3 separate regions of the Mus musculus genome follow, and all the other regions are linked to region 3. Evidence: chromatin contacts called from public promoter capture Hi-C data. All regions are on one chromosome and are shown on one strand. Each heading gives the region's core, a stretch centred on a gene start, on an enhancer-like site or on the middle of the called end of the contact. The rest is flanking DNA. Distances are from core to core; before and after follow the strand shown. Region 1 holds the start of Ahsa1 (AHA1, activator of heat shock protein ATPase 1). Region 2 holds the start of Noxred1 (NADP+ dependent oxidoreductase domain containing 1). Region 3 holds the start of Tmem63c (transmembrane protein 63c).

Region 1 (3,944 bases), core at 776-3,275, 240 kb after region 3:
GTTTTTCAAATTAAGCTGTGGAAGAGTAAAAATTGTAGTTTAACCCAATAAGTACCAAGATTTCCACAGCACCTGGCCACTTACTGGGCCTTGAAGTCAAAAGGTAAATGGCTCATTTCTAAGCCTTGGAGAAATGCAATCTTGCCTTACTGGCTAATAGTGAAGGATAAATAGTGTTAGAAAGCCTAACAAAGTGCTTGGCAGAAAATAAACATGTAAGGTTACATCCCGTTAGTATTTGATATAGCAGTTAGTCTGCCACTAGATAATATATGCAAAGTGTTTACCTAATCTTAATGCTACCTTAGATAAAACAAGAGAATTTTGTTTTCTGCAGTTCTGGGAACTGAGCTTCGGGCCTCCCACGTTTTAGACAAGCACTCTACCACTGAACTATATTCCCAGCCTCCAAAATTTTTGTAAAAAGCAATCTTAAATATTAAAAGAAATTCTAAACCAGGCCACAAATCATGAAGATGTGTACAGAACATAAACATGTCTCTAACATGTGTGCAAATTCATAAATAACTGTCATTCATTTGTCATTCACAACGATCCTGAAAGGTAAGCCTGGGAGATTCCCACCGACCAGGGGAACAAAGCTCAGAAGCAGTAAACATCACAACTTTACTAAATCACTTCTACTCCAAACTACAATCCAGGGTTTTTGGATCCTAGACTCTTTCTTTTCTTTTTTCACTTTTGGGAAAACTAGACAGATCTTTACAATGGTAACTAGAAATAGGTAGAGAATATGTCTAACAAACTTAGTACTTCACCAAGAATTCTTAAGACTCTTTTTACAGTAGTGGATACATTGTATTTCGAGTGACAAAAGAGACCGTGATTTACGTGGTAAGTAAAATGGTAACAATTTATAACTCTAAGAATGCTCAAAGGAAAGCGGGCTTCAACGTGATTTAAAATGCTTCCGAGATTTGATCTTATCGTCACCTGTACACTGACAGTCTGACATGGATAGGGGGACAGATGCGAGAGGACGGGAACACGACATAGGGAAAACAGGACCCGTTTAAAACACAAAACAAAACAAAACCAAAAACCAAAACCCTACAACCAAGAGGTTCCTTGCCTCAGGGTACTGTAGAAACCAGCTACTGGAAGTTAAGCTAGGTTTTTAAGGCGATGTTTGAGAACAAAGACCTGAGAGATTGGATTACAGGAGCAAGGTCCAGGAAACCACGCATCTACCACAAACACCAGAGCCTAGAGGGTGCCTGAGAAGACATATTCAGAACCAAATGTTGAGTAAGCTGCTTTGAGGCTTGCTGGAAAGCCCCATCTCGGAGCTCCCAAGAGTGGTCCCGACAGAAGAAGGTCGGAGTGAGAGTGTAAGGATGCCTCAGAAAAGACAGGGAAAGAAAAGGGTGCGGAGAGGGTGGGTTCACCTAGACACGAGGCCTAGACAGGGGCTTGGGACACCCTCACCTCTTCCACACCGAGCGCTCCTTCTCAGGACAGCGCCAGGCTCAGCCGCTGGACCAGCCTTTCTAAACAGGCTGTGAGGCATAGAGAAGAGCAGAAGGGGACAGCGGAGAAGAGTCTGAAGAAGGTGAAAGGAATACCCGCAAAGCATCCTGGAAGTTGTAGTTCCATAACCTCTATCATTCTTTCGTCCTCCCTGCGGGCCGCGAGGCTTCTGGACTAGCATTCCCAGAAATACTAGCGCATAGTGCTAGGTCATTTCCTTTACTTTCAGCATGACCTTCCGCAGTTATCGGAAGGGTTGGTTTAAAGACTACAACTCCCATCAGGCTCAGCAAGGTCGGTTTAGGGCCCAAGGAGACAATGAGAGGAATATTTTGTGTCCTAGCCGGTGGGGATTAGGATCTTGAGGGCCTAGACTTAAGAGCTTTTAAGATAAACTGAGAGAGCTGGAAGGAACGCCAGAAGTTACGGAACCTACGGCTCGGCGAGCTGGAACGGAAGTACCCGGTAAGAGCGAGGAGGAGCCGGAAGTTAAGGCTGGGAGGGGGTTGGGGTGGAGGGAAAAGCAAGCCAGGAGGTGCTGTGCTGCTTCTAGTAGTTTCCAGGCGCTGCCAGGCGGCTGGGACCGAGCGGTCCTCAGGCTGTGGCTGCGGCTGCTTGGGAGCTGGTAGCGGTGCGATAAGTGAGCTGATGGCCAAGTGGGGTGAGGGAGACCCACGCTGGATCGTGGAGGAGCGGGCGGACGCCACCAACGTCAACAACTGGCACTGGTATGGGCCAGCAAGACAGGCCGCAGGAGCACTGTTAACAGGCTAGGGGTTGGAGGTGTCTGGGACCTTGGCGAGTACGGGACCCAAGTAACCCTGGCCTGGGGTTGGGCGTGAGTCCTTTCTGTAGCAGGGGTCCCCTCCATCCCTCGCCACCATCACAGTCTTAGGGGCGATGGGTTCGACATGGACTGCTGAGTCCCCAAGGAGGAATTTCAGAGCGAGAACAGAGTGCCCTAGTTGCTGCATCCAGCCTGAGCCGGGTGATACTTCCTACACGTGGCCGCAGGCGTCCTTGAGATCCAGACCCCTGCCGATTGTGTTGGGAGTCTGCTGGGGAATTCGAGAGCTCCAGGCGCGGTAGTTGTTGGTTTGCGGGTTACAGTGAAAGCAAAAGTCATAGGGGACTACTGCCTCAGTCCAGCGTGAGAAGCTTTGGAACGTGATCTGCAGGGCACTTGGAGCTTCGGGATGCTGAACGCAATGCAGTCTCCTACCCGGAACTGTTAAGTTCTGTTGTAACAACTCCAGGTTGCCCGGCAGTCATGATTTTACAGCCTAACCGGTCTTGGAAGCTGCCTCATCTCTCAGAAATCTTCTGGAAACAAAGTTATTTGGAGTGCCACTGAACTTTACAGACATTATATTTTTTTTCCTCAGTTATAGCTTTTTGATTTTTAAATAGCTGTACTAGAAGGGCAAAGAATTGATTTTTACCGTCTTTTTTTTCCCCCTTCAACCTGTCTCTTTTTAACATTCTACTTGATGTAATTTTTCTTGTGGACTTTGTGACACTGTCTAGAGGATGTAGGATGTGTAGGGCAAAGTTTGAACACTGAACGGGACACAACACTGTTAATGAGGCTAGCATTATTGTTGGTTTGTTTTGTTTTTTTAAACTGAAGTTCTTAGCAAAAATGCTTGCTTGTCTTTGCTCTCCTGACTTAAGCAGTATGGTCACATCTTTCTTCTTGGCCAAATGGGGGCGCCATTTTAACGGTCAAGGCTCATTGTGCTAAGACTGGAAAGTATTAACTTGGTTTGCACAGCACCTCTCTTTGTTGACAACTCGCCACCCCTTTGGATTCCTAAAAGTAGCATGTTTGTGGACATTCTAGGGTAGAATTGAGAGGGTTGGGTTGTTTTCTGCCTCCTTTAACCTTGCAGTCACCTGCTGAATGAAACAGTGCGTTCTCCTCTTGACTGCCAGCCCTTAGCGCTGCTTCTGTCTTGCAGGACAGAGAGAGATGCTTCAAATTGGTCCACAGAGAAACTGAAAACCCTGTTCCTGGCCGTTCGAGTAGAAAATGAAGAGGGCAAGTGCGAGGTGACCGAAGTGAACAAGCTTGATGGGGAGGCATCCATCAACAACAGGAAAGGCAAACTTATCTTCTTCTATGAGTGGACCATCAAACTGAACTGGACAGGTAAGGCCTGCCAGGCTGCCAGGGAAGAGGTTATAGCCCCGTTGCCATAGCTCTGATCCTTGCTGGAGAGGTTCTGAGCACTGACAAACTCTTGAAGAGAGAAGACGGTGTTGCTTTGAAGGCAAGCGGCATTGGGCACTCAGTGGGACGCCAAATGAATTTATCTGCTTGATCTCGTCAGTTCCATCATTTGTCTCATGAATGAATGATTTTTAAAAGGGGGGGATGTTTCTTTTAGCTTCAATCACTTTCTACTTCCAGTGCAAATCTTATATCACTGTACTATCATAGCTAATTATAC
Region 2 (3,862 bases), core at 561-3,060, 210 kb after region 3:
CATTTTTATACCCACAAAAAGAAATCCTATTTGCATTAAGCCTTGACTCCCCACTCCTCTCCAATTCCAAACTCCTGGAACCACTATTGATTCCTACATACAGATTTACGTAGTTCAGATAATTCATAAAAATAAATCGTACCATTTGTCACCTTTTATGTTTGGCTTCTCTAGTCCCCTCTTACAGAAATGGACACAGCAGGATGTCACATTCTTGCAAGTGATGTTTCCTGTTCTAAATGAAAGAGGAACTCAAAAGCTGCCAGACCTGTATGACTAACACAGCATCCTGCAGATGTCAATTTTAGACACACGTTTGTACATTCTTAAAAATGGAGATTCAGTGTTACAGCTTTGTAACATGGCAACTTGGTTAGACCAAAATGCTTTCCAGAATCCCTTCCTTGTATGTTTCTGGTTAGAGAGTACCACAAGGGATGTTGTGAAGAATCTAGCATGTGGAAATAAAATAGCAGCCAGTTCCTGTTTTGAGTTGCGATGCCACATTGTTACTTACCTGGTTGGATGTCTTGGTGTCGTTCAGTAGCTAGGCCTGTAACTGCTCCACCTGCTCCTGGCCTTCCTTATGGGGCTCACTCCTGGGCCAGGTCATATTCAATTCCATGACAAAGACCACCAACTGTTCCTGCAACATATTACTCTACTGAGGTTTCAGGCATGCATCCTAGCCTCTGTGCTGAGTGGTTTTATGTAAACTTGACACAAGTTAGAGTTATCTGAAGGGAGGGAAACGTAAGATTCAGCTATAAGGCATTTTCTTAATAAGTGATTGATGGGAGATGGCCCAGTCCATTGTGTGTGGTGCCATCCCTGGGTTGATGGTCCTGGGTTCTATAAGCAGGCTAAGCAAGCCATGAAGAACAAACCAGTCAGTGACCTGTGCTCCTTCATGACCTCTGCTTCAGCCCCTGCCCTTAGGTTTCTGCCCTTTGAGTTTCTGTCCTGACTTCATTGATGAACAGTGATCTAGAAGTGTAATCTAAATAAACCCTTTCCTCTCCAATTTGCTTTGGTCATGGTGTTTTATCACAACAATGGTAGTCCTAAGACAGTAACTCTCAGTTCTAGCCAAGCCCTGTGTCCCTTTATAGCTATCTTTCCTCTCTCACCTCTCTCCCTGAAAAATTCAGTCTCTCACCAGGCACAAAAGCAACTGCTTTATACAGAGTGTTAGCCGCCATCTTGACTGGGTTCACATCCCTGTAACAACGTATACCAGGAGGTTGGATAGATAACTATCTACACCCTCAGTGGTTCTGCTTCTCCACTACATCTGATACTGTAACAAATTAAACCCACTTCTTCAACAGTAAGAAAGGACACAGAGGAAAGTAATCAAGTATGAGGCTACCTGGAAATGTGGATGACTGCAAAATGCAGATCCCTTTAAAGTAGAAATCTTTATCATCTCTATGCATAGTGTGTGCGCATACAGACATGTGAAGGTCAAAAGACAATTTATGAGAGTCAGTTCTCAAGTTCTACCATGGTGGGGTCTAATGATTAAACTCGGGTCTTCAGACATGGTGAAAGGCACAGACACCCCCCCCCCAAAAGTAGGATTAAACACTGCTATTACTAATGTTTTTGGCAGGATAATTCTTGCTGTGGGGACCTGTCCTGTGCGTGACTGGGTATTTAGCAACACACTCCCAAGTTTGACAGTAAAAAGTGCCTTCAGACATTGCCAAATGTTTCCTGCAGCTCAGATGTTTCCATGCCTTTAGCTAAGCCTAGAGCATGCTGCATGCGGTGTACATTACCTGGTCTCCTTCCCCTTCACCCACTTGTCAAGAGTGTAGAACGCCAGTCAGACTTCGGTCCTACTTTTCTACAGATGAAGATGGGTCCACAGAACAAGGGCCCTCTCCCTAGCACTAGTTTGTCAGCAAGATTGCTGAGGCAAGAACTCAGGTCTTCTGTGTCTTGTACTAGTGCTATTAACCATATCCTCCTGCCTTGCTGGGATACTGTGACACTATAATGTGATGACAGGCTGCTGATAGTCAGAGGTGCAATTACATCATCATTATGGACTAAGTAACCAGATGGGGAAGAGGAGGCACAAGGAATGCAACAGTTTTATTAGGAGTGTAGGCATGTCAGGGAAATCCTGTTCAGGGAGGCACAGGGCAGAATGGAACACTGCTCAAGTCCCCAGCAGGCTAACAGGGCCTCTACGGAGATATCTAAACAAGGTGCTACTTGTGGCTGCTTCTGGTGAAATGATTTTTGCCTGAAAGAGCGCTCCAGCACTGGTGAATCTGAATTCCATGTAAGACTGTGTCTGACACAGAAACAGAAGACGTGCTGAAGCAGATGGCTCACCACCTGGACAGTGTGCAGGTGTCAGAGGGACCCTATATCCCTCACACGTCCCTACACAAAGTTGACAGGGACAGTGCCGTGACAGCAGGTAGATACTGGCTGAAGGTACACAATGTGTAGGAAGTGTCTGTCATTGATGAGTGGCCCTGTGTCTTGAGAACTTGGGTCTGGTTTCCAGCAGGTCCTGAGCAATACTGATATCCCTTTCCGAGGCCCCTGAAGAGTCAATTTAGTTCTGTTCTGACTCCTTTAGAGTGAAATGCCTATGCCCAACACCAGGTTCTGGGTAAGAACAGCTGAAAGGACAGAGGAATGTCACTGCCACCCCGAGACACTTGTGGCTTAGTCCCGACGTGTTTCTGGAGTGGTCACTTTTCTCTGAGCACAGGCATCTTGCCCAGGATGGGCCCCCACCTTTCCACAGGCACCGGTGCAGAGCATCTTTCTTGAGAGTCCGAGCCTTTAGCTACTGGCCTGTAAGTAATGTCCCCTGGACAGATCAGTCTGAAGATACATGTGCTCAAAGGCTGGTTTCTGTCCCTAAACCAGCAGGCACTGCCTGTGAATGACAGGCTCACGTGTAGAATGCTGTGACTCTCCTAAGAAGAGAGCTCTCTGTTTTCATAGGCAGAAAGAAAAGTAAGAAGCGAGGAGGCTTCAGGGTAGCAAAGGACCCTTAGTTCTTCCATCGAATTTGCTGTGAAGAAAGCAGACAAGGAAGGCATGATCAGTTGTCACTTACCACTACAGTGAGGGAGAGGAGATGAAAATCAGAATGGGATTGGGACTGTTGAGTTCTTTTGTCTGTTTGGGGCAGGGTGTCTCTATGTAGCCCAGTCTAGCCTGGAACTCAGTGTATATTGCAGTCTAACCTCAAACTCCTGATCTTCCTGCCTTAACTTGCAAGTGTGAGGGATTGTGGACATGCACTAGCAAAGAATCAGTTTTTAACTCTGTGTGTACCGAGATCAACCTTACATATCAGATGCTATCTACCTAGTTTTTTGAAATAGGCTCTTTTACTAGCCTGGAACTTGCCAATTAGGCTGGGCTGACCAGTGAGCCCCAGAGATCTGCTGCCTCTGCCTCCCTAGTGCTGGGAATTCAAGCACATGCCATGTGTCCAGCCTTTATGTGGGTGCTGGGGACCAAACTCAGATCCTTGTGTATACATGGCAAGTACTTTATTGATTAACCATCACCTTAGAAGATTTTTCTTTTTAGCATGTGGGAGTTCATTTATCCAGAGAAAGATTAAATACCTGTTCTGTATTTTACAGATTGCCAGTTTAGAGCATTAATCTGGCTTTGCCCTCCTTAGTGCTAAGATTCACTAGTATTAGGTGACTAAGCACAGGTATCAAATACCTAATATTAAATTCTATGCTAATGAAAAGCTCAGTGATTTCATACGGATAACCAGGACTTTTGAAATAGCTAATTCTATTTCATTTTCTTATTTCCAACAGGCAGGTCACAGCCTAGAGGGATCATACGCCTGGCTACTGAGTCT
Region 3 (3,577 bases), core at 368-2,867:
ATAAGGTCATTATTATTTACTCCATTCTACATGTGTAATTAGGAATTGCAGAGAGGTCCCTGTGCTTAGGTGGTCTAGCTGGTACCTAAGTTCAGACACTGAGGACTGTTTTTTTTCCTTTAGACCGGTGTGTGTGTGTGTGTGTGTGTGTGTGTGATACTCACAGTAATCCCCCTTTCTCTGGCAACCAAGTGCTAGGAGCAAAGGTGTAATCTATCCTGGGGGTTCTTTTTTATTTTTTAATATTTATCTTTAAAACTAACTATTTATTTTTATCTTATGTGCATTTTTATTTTGCCTTCTTGCATGTCTTGTGTTGGATCCCGTCTGAACTGGCATTACAGATGGTTATGAGTTGCCATTTACGTGTATGGGAGTTGAACCCAGGTCCTCTGGAAGAACAGCTAGAGTTCTTAACCACTGAGCAATCCCTCCAGCCCCAGCTCAAGAATCCTTAAACAAGATTCTTATACTTACCTGTTTTGTCTCCATACCCATTACCCCTTATTGAGAAGCCCGATGAGACTGTTAGAGAGACTTAGACCTCAACTAGCCATGTCTTCTTGCAGAGGCAAAACAAAGATGGGATTGAGTTACTGACCACAGTCCAGCAGGACGGCAGCAGAGGCAGGGTTAGAACTCAGATCCCAGCAGCGGTAGAATTAGTGATGGTCAAAGCTTTCCTGCGCCCTCGAGGGGATAAGCAAATGAATGGGCGGAAACACACCAGGTTACACCTCGACAGAGCCTGTCTAGATCGTCTCAGCCTTGAGCTCTCAGGGAGTGGCTGATGGTGGGGAGACAGGAACATGGCATGGGGAGACCTAGCACGGGCTGGCAAGGGTATAAGTGCTACAGGCTATGAAAACGCAGGAAGACATAGATATCTTCTTCCCCCTCCAGTGTCTCCTGGTCCTGTCTCACACGCTTCCTCCATGGTCTTTCATATTGTTAACAGCTCTGACAATATCCCACCATTATAAAACATTATTCAGTAGTGGCTCCATAATAAAATGTTTACTAAATAAGTGTGCCGGAGCCCTGGAGGGAGTTGGGGGCTGTTGCTGCCGAAGCTCTTACTTTGCATTGTGGTCTTGGGGTAAACACATGGCATTCGCCCCCAATTAAAAGCCTGTCTCGAGCCTGGCGTGGTGGTGCACGCCTTTAATCCCAGCACTTGGGAGGCAGAGGCAGGCAGATTTCTGAGTTCGAGGCCAGCCTGGTCTACAAAGTGAATTCCAGGACAGCCAGGGCTATACAGAGAAACCCTGTCTCGAAACCCCCCCCCCCCAAAAAAAAAGCATGGTTGGCAGGTCTTTGGTGAAGCCTGAGACCCACTTGAGGAGTGTGGTCCTGACAGAATGGACCGGACTTATCGCGTTCCTGTGGGCCTCCTGGGTGGGGTTCTGGTCAATTTATAAACCTTTCTTTTGTTGAAGAAGGAGTCAGCACTGAGCCATGCCCGGATATGGTCCTAGGGTGTGGCACAGTGCTACCTTGGTGAGGTTGAATGTGTTTCCTTGCTTCTGACTAGCTGGGCTAGGAGGCCTCAGAGGAGAGTTTGAAGCGTGGGAGAAGGTGGGTGGACAAGGCAGCTGCCAAGGCCCAGAGAACCTCAGTTGTTGCAAACCGCAGCCAGGGAGCGGCAGCCTTGTGCATTCGCGATGGTCATGGTTTCTGATAACTACAGGATTTCCAGGGCAGAGCCTTGGTCCCTGCTTATCTAGCCCGGGTTCCCCCACAGGTCAGAGCAGCGTTGGGCGGGGCCAAGGTTGACTCCTACTGGGAGGAGCCGGGATGCCGCTCCCGCGGTGATGCAGAGGGGAATTTGCTGACAGTCCCTTGCCAGGTGGAGCTGGCTTTACCAGGCCGCTAAAAAGAAGGAGGAGGAGGACCCACCCGCAGTCTCCTCTCAGGTAGAGTGTTGTCTGTCACTGATCCTGGTAGCCCGAGCTCCTCGCCTGGGGTTGGCAGTGGCCGTGAGGGCGCAGATGCGGTGAGCTGCCGGTAGAAGGGATGAGAGAATCCGGGTCTTGGACCAGGGAGGGGGCGGGGAGGGATAGCTTGCTTGAGAGCTTTCGGCGACCTGGGACTGGACTGGAGAGATGGTAGTAAGGGAGACTGCGCCACATGCGGAGCACATTGGCTGTCTCTCGGCATGTACCTAAGGAAGGGTGGGCTAAGACGCCCGCCCACTAGGAAGGGCCTTGGCTTAGGAGACCTGTCTTTACGGGATGCCGGAATGGAGGTGGGCGGGAGGCTTGCCTGGGGTGGGGGTGTCCCTGCCTCTTGTCTGAGTAGGTGGGAGTTCCTCTCAGGGCAGTGCCACCCCCACCCATCTAGGGACTCCCCAGGGCTCTGCTGCCCACGCAATGGGCAGGGCTGGGAGGAGGCGATCTACTTCACCGGTTCCGTGACCACAGCATCAGTGATGGATTGTGTGTGGGTCTGATTCTAAGATGGACAGTCTGAGTTTCAAGGCGGCAGGTTCCTGGGAGCAAAGGACACCACCTTTCTCTCTATATTTTTAAAGTCAGGATCTGCTTCCAATCTCAACTTGAAAGAAACTTTGGGTTTGGTTGAAGATACTGGGGAAACTGAGGTCCAGGGGTGCATTTGACTTGCCAGAAGTCACTTGGTCATTACACAAGCTGGCCTCCCAGGCATAATCTCACCACCAGCCCCCCCCCCCCACACCCTCACCCCCACCCCCGGCTGTGCGAACAGGGGCTAGTCTTGCTCTGTAGCTCCCTGATCCTCTCTGGTGTGGATTCCCACCCAGCATGCCTTTCTCCTCATCCCTGAGGACACAGGGAGTTAACAATTTCAGCAGGCTTGGGGAGCCAGAGTGGTAGACACCTGCAGGGTTCTGGCATCGGTCAGGAGGAAACTGCTAAGAACTGCTGGGTAGAAGGGGTGATGGGTCAGTTCTGTGGGTTCAGGAAAATAATGAGAGGTGGCTTTTAGTAGCGGAGGAAGTTTCTCGGTGTCTGTGCCATGTGGCAGCCTTGCTGGAGGCCCAGGGAAAGTCCCTAGGGGACCGGATGGTGTTGAAGGATGAACTTCAAGAGGCTGTGGCACTTGTTCCCAGATGGGTGATGGGGTCATCTGTGGGGATACAGTCTCAGCTTTCCTTCCTATTCTTGTCCTCTCTGATCAGTGTGCCCCCCCCTCCCCCAAGAAGACTCCATTTAATCTGCTGCCCTCCTAGTTGATTGTCTCAAGCCATCTTGTCCTCCCTTTCCCTGGGGCAAAATGTCTTTTTCTTGTGGTTAACTGAGGCAGGGAGCAAGCATTGGTATGTTAGAGCCAGAATTAGCTATTAGGCTTGTGCGCAGAGACACAGTGGGAGCAATGGGCTGTCCCGTTTCTCCCACCTGCACCCCTCAGGACAGGCTGAAGAGCGTTTATTCTCTGCTTTTCCTTCTCCCCTACTGCCCTGGCCCTGGGAGGTGAGGGTGTGAATGTCCCCTGACAGGTAGGGCTGATATGAGCAGATCCTACAGGTTCACTCCTCTTTCAAGGGATCTCTGCTAGTTACTTGGTAAGGAAGTAGCTTGAGGGAGGAGGTGGAGAT

The links. Capture Hi-C pulls out chosen DNA fragments and counts their contacts.
Region 1: a promoter capture Hi-C map of adipose tissue shows a contact between it and region 3. The contact joins the promoter of Ahsa1 here to the promoter of Tmem63c in region 3. A contact is called at or near these places in 2 of 39 promoter capture datasets (the C10 cell line and cranial neural crest), 2 of 115 datasets of contacts at active chromatin or transcription factors (both in embryonic stem cells) and 2 of 9 other capture datasets (adipose tissue and liver).
Region 2: a contact with region 3 is called in a promoter capture Hi-C map of adipose tissue. The contact joins the promoter of Noxred1 here to the promoter of Tmem63c in region 3. A contact is called at or near these places in 2 of 39 promoter capture datasets (second pharyngeal arch cranial neural crest and stem cell-derived epiblast-like cells) and 1 of 9 other capture datasets (adipose tissue).

The regions. Positions count from the first base shown.
Region 1 is chr12:87,264,703-87,268,646 of GRCm38.p6, forward strand. It overlaps Ahsa1 (AHA1, activator of heat shock protein ATPase 1), which reads left to right and starts at 2,026. Exons shown (of 9, transcript NM_146036.2): 1 at 2,026-2,219; 2 at 3,453-3,643. The coding sequence starts at 2,140. It overlaps Vipas39 (VPS33B interacting protein, apical-basolateral polarity regulator, spe-39 homolog), which reads right to left and starts at 1,584. Exons shown (of 20, transcript NM_001142580.1): 1 at 1,450-1,584.
Region 2 is chr12:87,236,791-87,240,652 of GRCm38.p6, forward strand. It overlaps Noxred1 (NADP+ dependent oxidoreductase domain containing 1), which reads right to left and starts at 1,811. Exons shown (of 8, transcript NM_027744.1): 1 at 1,785-1,811; 2 at 518-646. Vipas39 (VPS33B interacting protein, apical-basolateral polarity regulator, spe-39 homolog) reads right to left here. Exons shown (of 20, transcript NM_001142580.1): 20 at 2,085-3,046. The coding sequence ends at 3,026.
Region 3 is chr12:87,024,675-87,028,251 of GRCm38.p6, forward strand. Tmem63c (transmembrane protein 63c) reads left to right here and starts at 1,618. Exons shown (of 24, transcript NM_001361704.1): 1 at 1,618-1,916.